Regions from separate parts of the Mus musculus genome. Here region 1 is linked to region 2. Evidence: chromatin contacts called from public Hi-C data. All regions are on one chromosome and are shown on one strand. The core of a region is the stretch at or near the end of the contact, and the rest is flanking DNA. Distances in the headings are between cores, read along the strand shown. Region 1 has its middle 24 kb from the start of 2310043L19Rik. Region 2 has its middle 12 kb from the start of Gm29856.

What was found. A called contact is a pair of places that touch in the nucleus more often than the background predicts.
Region 1: a contact with region 2 is called in a Hi-C map of bone marrow-derived macrophages, with 34 read pairs. The contact joins two enhancer-like sites. A contact is called at or near these places in 1 of 15 datasets of contacts at CTCF or cohesin (large pre-B cells), 8 of 484 Hi-C or Micro-C datasets (bone marrow-derived macrophages, cortical neurons, embryonic fibroblasts and 3 more), 7 of 115 datasets of contacts at active chromatin or transcription factors (embryonic basal ganglia, embryonic forebrain, embryonic midbrain and 4 more) and 1 of 9 other capture datasets (embryonic stem cells).

The regions. Positions count from the first base shown.
Region 1 is chr1:177,665,244-177,668,546 of GRCm38.p6, forward strand. No RefSeq gene overlaps it. Among named protein-coding and RNA genes, the nearest start is that of 2310043L19Rik, 24 kb to the left of the region's middle. Within about 2 kb of position 2,013, at least 39 of the 459 cell types and tissues checked have an H3K27ac peak or open chromatin away from gene starts, as enhancers often do. A contact at or near this core is called in hematopoietic stem cells, where this site is marked.
Region 2 is chr1:177,465,810-177,469,434 of GRCm38.p6, forward strand. No RefSeq gene overlaps it. Among named protein-coding and RNA genes, the nearest start is that of Gm29856, 12 kb to the left of the region's middle. Within about 2 kb of position 1,697, at least 70 of the 459 cell types and tissues checked have an H3K27ac peak or open chromatin away from gene starts, as enhancers often do. A contact at or near this core is called in hematopoietic stem cells, where this site is marked.

The DNA.
Region 1 (3,303 bases), core at 763-3,262, 200 kb after region 2:
AGAACATTCTCTGGAAATAATGTCAGTGAAGAAACATGTGAACAAGCATTTGGAGCCTAGATCTCTGCAGTCCTCCAGGAAGTCTGGTGCACTCAAGCTGACATCACTCACAAAGCTTCAGAGCTCCTGAGATGGAAGCTCAGACAATCCTGTGAGTGTGTTCATGAGTCTGGTGCTTGGGTTCTGGTTCTAGAAAAGATCTGGAGACTCAGATCCAGAGGGCAGATTCTTTGGCTTTCAAGTTGTTAGGGAATTGTCCAGGGCAAGACTGAAGTGGACAGGGGTGGGGATGGACACTGTGGATACTGCTTCCTAGGGTGCCCAAGCAAGTACATATAGGCAGAGGCAGAAATCACAAAACCAGGATTTTAATCTCCCCTTGGATATAACCTCCCTGCCAGCCATAGATAAGCATCTCAAGAACTGTGACCAAGGAATAAAGGAAAGATAAGCCCAAGCTGGGAATCCAATGTGTACCTGTGTGAGCATGGGCTTATCTCTAAGAATGCCAAAGGATGGATGCAAAGGTGCCTTTCCTAAAGAATCCCGAACACAAGTGTCCCGAGTCCAGCATGGCTGTGCACAGGGCAAGGCCAGTTCCAGTGGGCACCATGGACCTGAAAAAATTAGTGAAGAACAGCGGTCTGCTCTTACTAACATTCTCAATTTGAACACTATGAACTCTACACCATTTCCTGATTTTATGCTCCTCCACACCCCTGGGATTCTCCAGCCAGCTTTAGAGAAAGATGCCATGAAGTTCTCAAGACTAAAATAATGTCAACTTGTATTTCTCCTATGTGACTAGAATGTGCCTGCTTACCAGGCGGCAGGTAGAAGACAATACCATATAGTATTGATCCCTGAGAGGTCCTGCAGGTTCTGAGCACAGAGTGACGTGTTATAGTGGTCAGGAAAATGTCACGGCAAGTATTCAGAATATGTAGCAGGGAAGACAACTCCTCTCTCCACAATAAACTTACGGTCCTGCTGGAGTCCCAAGAATTCACTGACCCTGTTTCATCATCAAGAACACCTAAGTTAGTTACTCCCCCCCCCCAATATTTCATATAATAAATAACAAAGAGAGGGTTGGAACCCAAGCAACCTCACACTTCAGGACTTGGGATCCCATTGGTAACATCAGCCCAGGAGTCCAGGCTAGGAGCACTATACTTGTTTCTGTGGTTGTGAACTTAGTTTTAAGATCACCAGAAGAGGGTTGAAGATTTGTCTCAGTGGTATAGAGGCCTAGAAGCACAAGGCCTTGGGTTTAGTCCTCTGCTCCAAGGGGAGAACAAAAGTCACCGGAAGAACATAAGATGGCCTTTCTTGAAGAGCCACAAATGTAAATCTCTTGAGTTCCACTTGACTGTGCACAGGAGGAATCTATTCCAATGGGAGCCATGTTCCCAATGTTCAGATTTGTGCATCAAATCTAAAATGAGATTGAAAGGAGCAGAGACACACTGGTCGTAGTCTGATGCCAGACACTGGAGCTTGGTGTATGTATCAGAAATACTCATTTTCATTTTAATTATGTTCATCTCTGTCGCAAAGATCCCTGATGTACATCGTGCATGCAGTGATGTTTCCCAGTGACCCAAACAGAAATTCTGTGGGTGAGGGACGGGGAACAGGAGACAGGATTTCAGGTAGTCTAGGCTGGCTATGAGGCTGAGCATGAACTTAAACTTCTGATCCCTCCACTTCCACCTCTGTAGTGCTGGTATTACAAGCATGCACTATCATGCTCCAGCTGTAGTGCTGAAAATCCAACTCAGGGTTTTGAAGCAGCACTCGGCCAGGTAAGCCACATCCCAAAAGTTAGTTTCTAAAACGCTAAAGCAATGACCATTTCATGGGCATGGATGCTTAGTGTCCCTCCAAGGATCCCACTAAGAAGAGTAACACTAGTTGAGAATGTATTTGAACGGCCTCCTAACTACATTGTAACCTCTCTGGTGAAAGAAACTATGGAAAGTGAAAGTGAAGCTGTGTAAGGAAGTTGTGTCTGCCCTGGACAGGAGACCAAGACAGCAAAGTCAAGGGTGGAGACCTGGGGACCTCACCTCCAAGCACAGAAAAGGAGCCCAAGATCATCCTCCAGAAAATACTTGGATCACATGTTTTCATGATGGTGTTACATCGCCTGTCCATCCTCTCCCTTATTCAGCCTGGGAAAACTTGCCATTAGCATGGGTGTTTTTGATTCCAAGTGAGACTCCTGGCTTCATGTCTACCCACAACCACTGATGTCATGTCTAAGGGAGTCATCACCTCAGTCCTTTAGGGACTTCCTTAGGGGCTCAGAATCTGAGCCACCATACGGATTTGTAAAACCAAAAGATTCAAACATGCAAAATAGATTGAGGCTGTGTGTGCGTAAGTTGCTGGAAGGTGGTCAGCGTGTGGTCAATGAAGAGGGAACAGGGGGTTTTTGCTTTTTCTTGTGACTTCCCTGTTTCAGACCATGGCAGTCCCACCCTTCTGACACTCAAGGGCAAAACCTCAGAGCCATTCGATTCTCCTTTCTCCCCTTCCTCCTCATCGCCTCGACTGTGTTAGATGTGAGGTCGACTCTTTTACCAACTCTCCATTCTCTCTAGCTCTGCCTTCATCTGATCTTCCTTTTGTCAAATTACCAAATTACTACCAAATCCAGTCAAATCATTTGAGGACTTTTGTCCTGTTTGCTTTGCTTTGCTTTGCTTTGCTTTGCTTTGCTTTGCTTTGCTTTGCTTTGCTTTGCTTTGCTTTGCTTTGCTTTGCTTTGCTTTGCTTTGCTTGGGTTTTGTTTGTTTGTTTGTTTGGAGACAGGGTCTCTCCTTCTCCCTCTCCCCCTGCCCCTCCCTTCCTCTCCCCCTCCCCCTCCCCCTCCCCCTCCCCCTCCCTCTCCCTCTCCCCCTCCTCCTCCCCCTCCTCCTCTCCCTCTTTCTCTCGATAGCCCTGGCTGTTCTGGAACTCACTATGTAGACCAGGCTGGTATTCAACTCACAGAGATCCACCTGCCTCTGCATCCAGAGGGCTGAGACAAAAGGCATGCACCAACATGGCCAACCTTTTTAGAAGACTTTAGACTCATCATTGATAGAGGATTTTATTTTCTAAAAATGCCAGATCACTCACCCCCAGTCCTCATGTTTCATATGACTTGGGCATTCCCAACTGGAAATATGGTCTATGTTCCTTACTTAATAGGGATTGAGAATCATGAGTGACATTATGTGACTTCTTGCAAATTTTGGACGTGTGTGTGTGTGTGTGTGTGTGTGTGTGTGTGTGTGTGTGATGTGATTTGTT
Region 2 (3,625 bases), core at 447-2,946:
ACACAGAAGTCCCTATCATGACATTTACTGGGTATTGAAATAAACAAGCAAAAAAAACTGTCATAAGCCCTCAAGAGTGTTCTGCAAAAGAAGAAGCAAAGGCAGAGGATAGGAACACACAGCAAGAGAGGACCTGCCTAGAGAATGTGCCGGAGACTTTTCTAAGGAAGGGATGGGAGGACAGAGATTAGCCAGCAGTGAGCAGGTGAAAGAGCACGCTGTAGTCAGGGATAGGCGTGTGTGTGTGTGTGTGTGTGTGTGTGTGTGTGTGTGTGTGTGTGTGTGTGCAAGGAACCTGGAGACCCAGACACATTGAGGCCTCATTCAGCCTAAAAAGCTTGTTTGGAGCACCGTGAAGAGGGTGTTTAATTATCTCAGAACCTGAGAACAAATGTCCACAAACTTGGTGACTAAAACACATTGTCTTATAGTGCTAGAGTGCAAAATAAATACAGAAAGAAAGAAAGAAAGAAGGAAGGAAGGAGAGAGAGAGAGAGAGAGAGAGAGAGAGAGAGAGAGAGAGAGAGAGATTGATTGTTGGTACAGCCATGCTCCCTGCAGAAGCTCCATTGAGGAAACTTCCTGACTCTTCACTTCCAGTTTCCGATGTTCCTGTGGCTGCAGTTTAACCTTCATTGTTCCTAACCAATGCTGTCTCTCCTTTTGCTTCTTCTGAGGACAACTGACCATTGGACTCAAGGCTGTGACAGTATCCTAGAGTTTGTTGTATCTGCAAAGACCCCTTTTCTAAGTAAGGAAGCACTCACAGGGTCTGGGTGCTAATGAAGATCTATCTTTTAGTAAGTCACCGTCTAACCCCTGACAGAGGGCTGAAGACTGAGTGTGTTCTGGGTGCTGGATGAGGTCAGCTCTTATAGGGTCTCTGGAGCAAGGGGAGTCGTTTCCATGTACATTCCAGAAGAAGTCCTCGTTCTCTTGTGGAAGCAGATAGGTAGCAATGGCACATCTACAGTGCTGGAGATCAATGCTGGGACAGAAGGTAGGGGACTGGCTAAGTTCTCACCAGAGCAAGGGGTGCACAGAAGTGTTTGGATTATAGATCCAGTCAGTCAATGTACTTGGAGTAGTGGGGCAGTCGGGTGGCTGGCAGGGTGGAAGCACTAGAATCATACACCATTCTGACCTGAGTCTCCATACTGTCCTTCCCCAGGAGACAGCCCAGGGAGGTGGGAAGAATATTGGCAGAATCTGGGTTCAAATCCCAGACCTTCCTTCCATTTCCCAGATTCTTGTTGTTCATGATGTTTCCCAGTGCCTGAGCTGTGGTTTTCTGTTCTAAAGTAGATCTAGCAATACAGACTTCACAGATCTCTTGAAAGAATTAAAGATAATATGAGCAGGGTGTGTATGGGTCTAGGGTTTGGCACCTCGTGAGTATCCAGATGTGCCAGCTCTTCCTCTTGCTTGGCCTCACCCCTTTCCGGCTGGTACTTCCCCTGGGCTCAGCTGTGCCTGTCAGCTTTTACTTCTCTTTGCCACTCCACCTGCGGCTTCTGTCCCCAGGGATCTGTCCTTAGAGGGACCCTCTCCACTGACCTGGAACATTCAGTCGACGTCTTTTCCTGGTGCCTGAGGACCAGCATAGCTGCTGTAAAGGCAATGAGCTATGAGGTGGGTGGGCCGAGGGCCTGAACCTCGAGTGCTTGCTTAGCTGATCTCTGTGGTGGTAGCTCTCTCTCTCTCTTACATCACTTACCCAGCAAACGTTCTGAGAAAGCTGGCATCGCCTGGCTCGAGAAAACCCAAGCTGAACTGTCCTTTCCTCTTGGTGTGTCTTGCTCACTCTGCTTTGCAGCCCACTCCCCCTTGGCAACAGATCCCTCCTCCCCCTACACTGGGTTCATGCCCCTACTGTACAGTTCTTAACGGCCTGACTTTCCCCCAGAGCCTCACAAATACCCTAACCCATAGTATGAGTGGTGACTGATGCTGAATCTAGAAGAAGCCTGGTACCAGTTTCTTTTGCCTCGATTTGATGACCCAGAAATTCAGATTTGAATGACTAAAGAGGGTCACCTTTGAAAGCCACAAATCGGGGTTTCAACTTAGTCAAATTTCAGGCTCAGATAAGGGATGAGAAGTGACTGATCTACAGTCACACAACTGGGTTGTAGTATGGATTTGAGATTTGGTTTTGGTTTTTGTTGTTGTTTTGTTTTGTTTCCTAATGTGCTTCCTGCCTCTTGGTGCTACTCAGAGTGGTAAACGAGATGGCTATGCCCCACATCGTCCATGGATCAGGGATCCACTGAGGCCACTGAGACCATCCTGTGTTTGATGGAGAAAACTACCATCAATTATTCTGACTATGCATATGCTCTGGAGTACCCAAAGCTTGTCCGTGCCTTCTAACAGAAGCTAGGCTCCCATCTAGACAAATCCTGGCCAGCAAACTCAGCCTTACTGCATCTCCTTTTTGTGTTTAGGACTCAGTTTACATTTAATTGATGTTCAACACATTGTGAGCTGGGGTGTGTGTGTGTGGGGGGGGGGTTGCTTGCTTTCTATGGCAATGTAGATTTGAGGTTCATGGGGCAGGTTCCAATCTGAGAAAGAGTCAGCCTCTTCCATGCTGGAGTCTTTCTGGTATGTGTATCACGCTCTGTGTATTTCCCACTGACTTGGTTGTTCTCGGAAGCACAAACTTAACAGAGGTCTCAGGGAGGTGGGTTTAGGAAGGTCTGGTGGTGGGGCTCAGACATCATCCATGTAGTCCCCCAATCTCCGGGAGGCCGCTCACAGGCCTAGCTTCTGAAGCAGAACCCTTCCATCCCTCCATCCCCCTTTCTTGGAATTGAGGGGGAGGTGAGAAGGGGCTTGGCTCCATGCCTGGCACACAGCGATCCTCCAGGAAGGTGCCAGCTATTACTACAGCTACTGTTGGTATTACTGTCACAGCTTCCACACCTTCCACACCACCCACAGGCTGCTTCCTGCCAGCATCCCGACCTGGAGGGAAGGGAGAGAGGTGGAAGATAGGAACCATAGAGTGTGGAGGTCAGTGCTTTCCCAGGCTTGGCCTGGAGAGACATTCTGCTGCCCTTGCCAGCCTCCCGTGCTCCCTCTGTATGGTCATTCCTAAATGCCATGGCGTTCACTGCCTGTAACACACGTGTCTGTTCTCGTTCCCATTGAGACCACTGCGACCTATTGTGAATTGGGCATTTGATAGTGACGCTCACATTCTCACATCAACCGCAGGAAGCTGGTGTCTCCCACAAACTGTGATACAGAAGAATCAAGAGTCCAAGGGTGAAGTAGTGTGCCCAAGGTCAAAACCAGTTGATGGGCTGAGCCCCGCCTATCTCCAAAGCTGGCACTGCAGCTGCCTGCTTAGAAACCCCTGCTGGCTGTCACCAGCCACAGTTACCAACACTTGGTCATCGTTAGGGGTGGCAGGTGATTTTCCCTTTACAATTCTTAGATTCTGGGCTTTCCAATTACTCTCCGAAGGAGCCTGCTACATTTGTGTAAGTGAAATAGCATTGGTGGTCACTAACGGTGCACTGGCTATATGTCATCTCATCTATACCTTGTGCAACCTTTGTTTTTCTTCCTCTCTGTTTTTCCTTCCCACTCCCCTTCCCCTCTCTTTCTCTCTCAT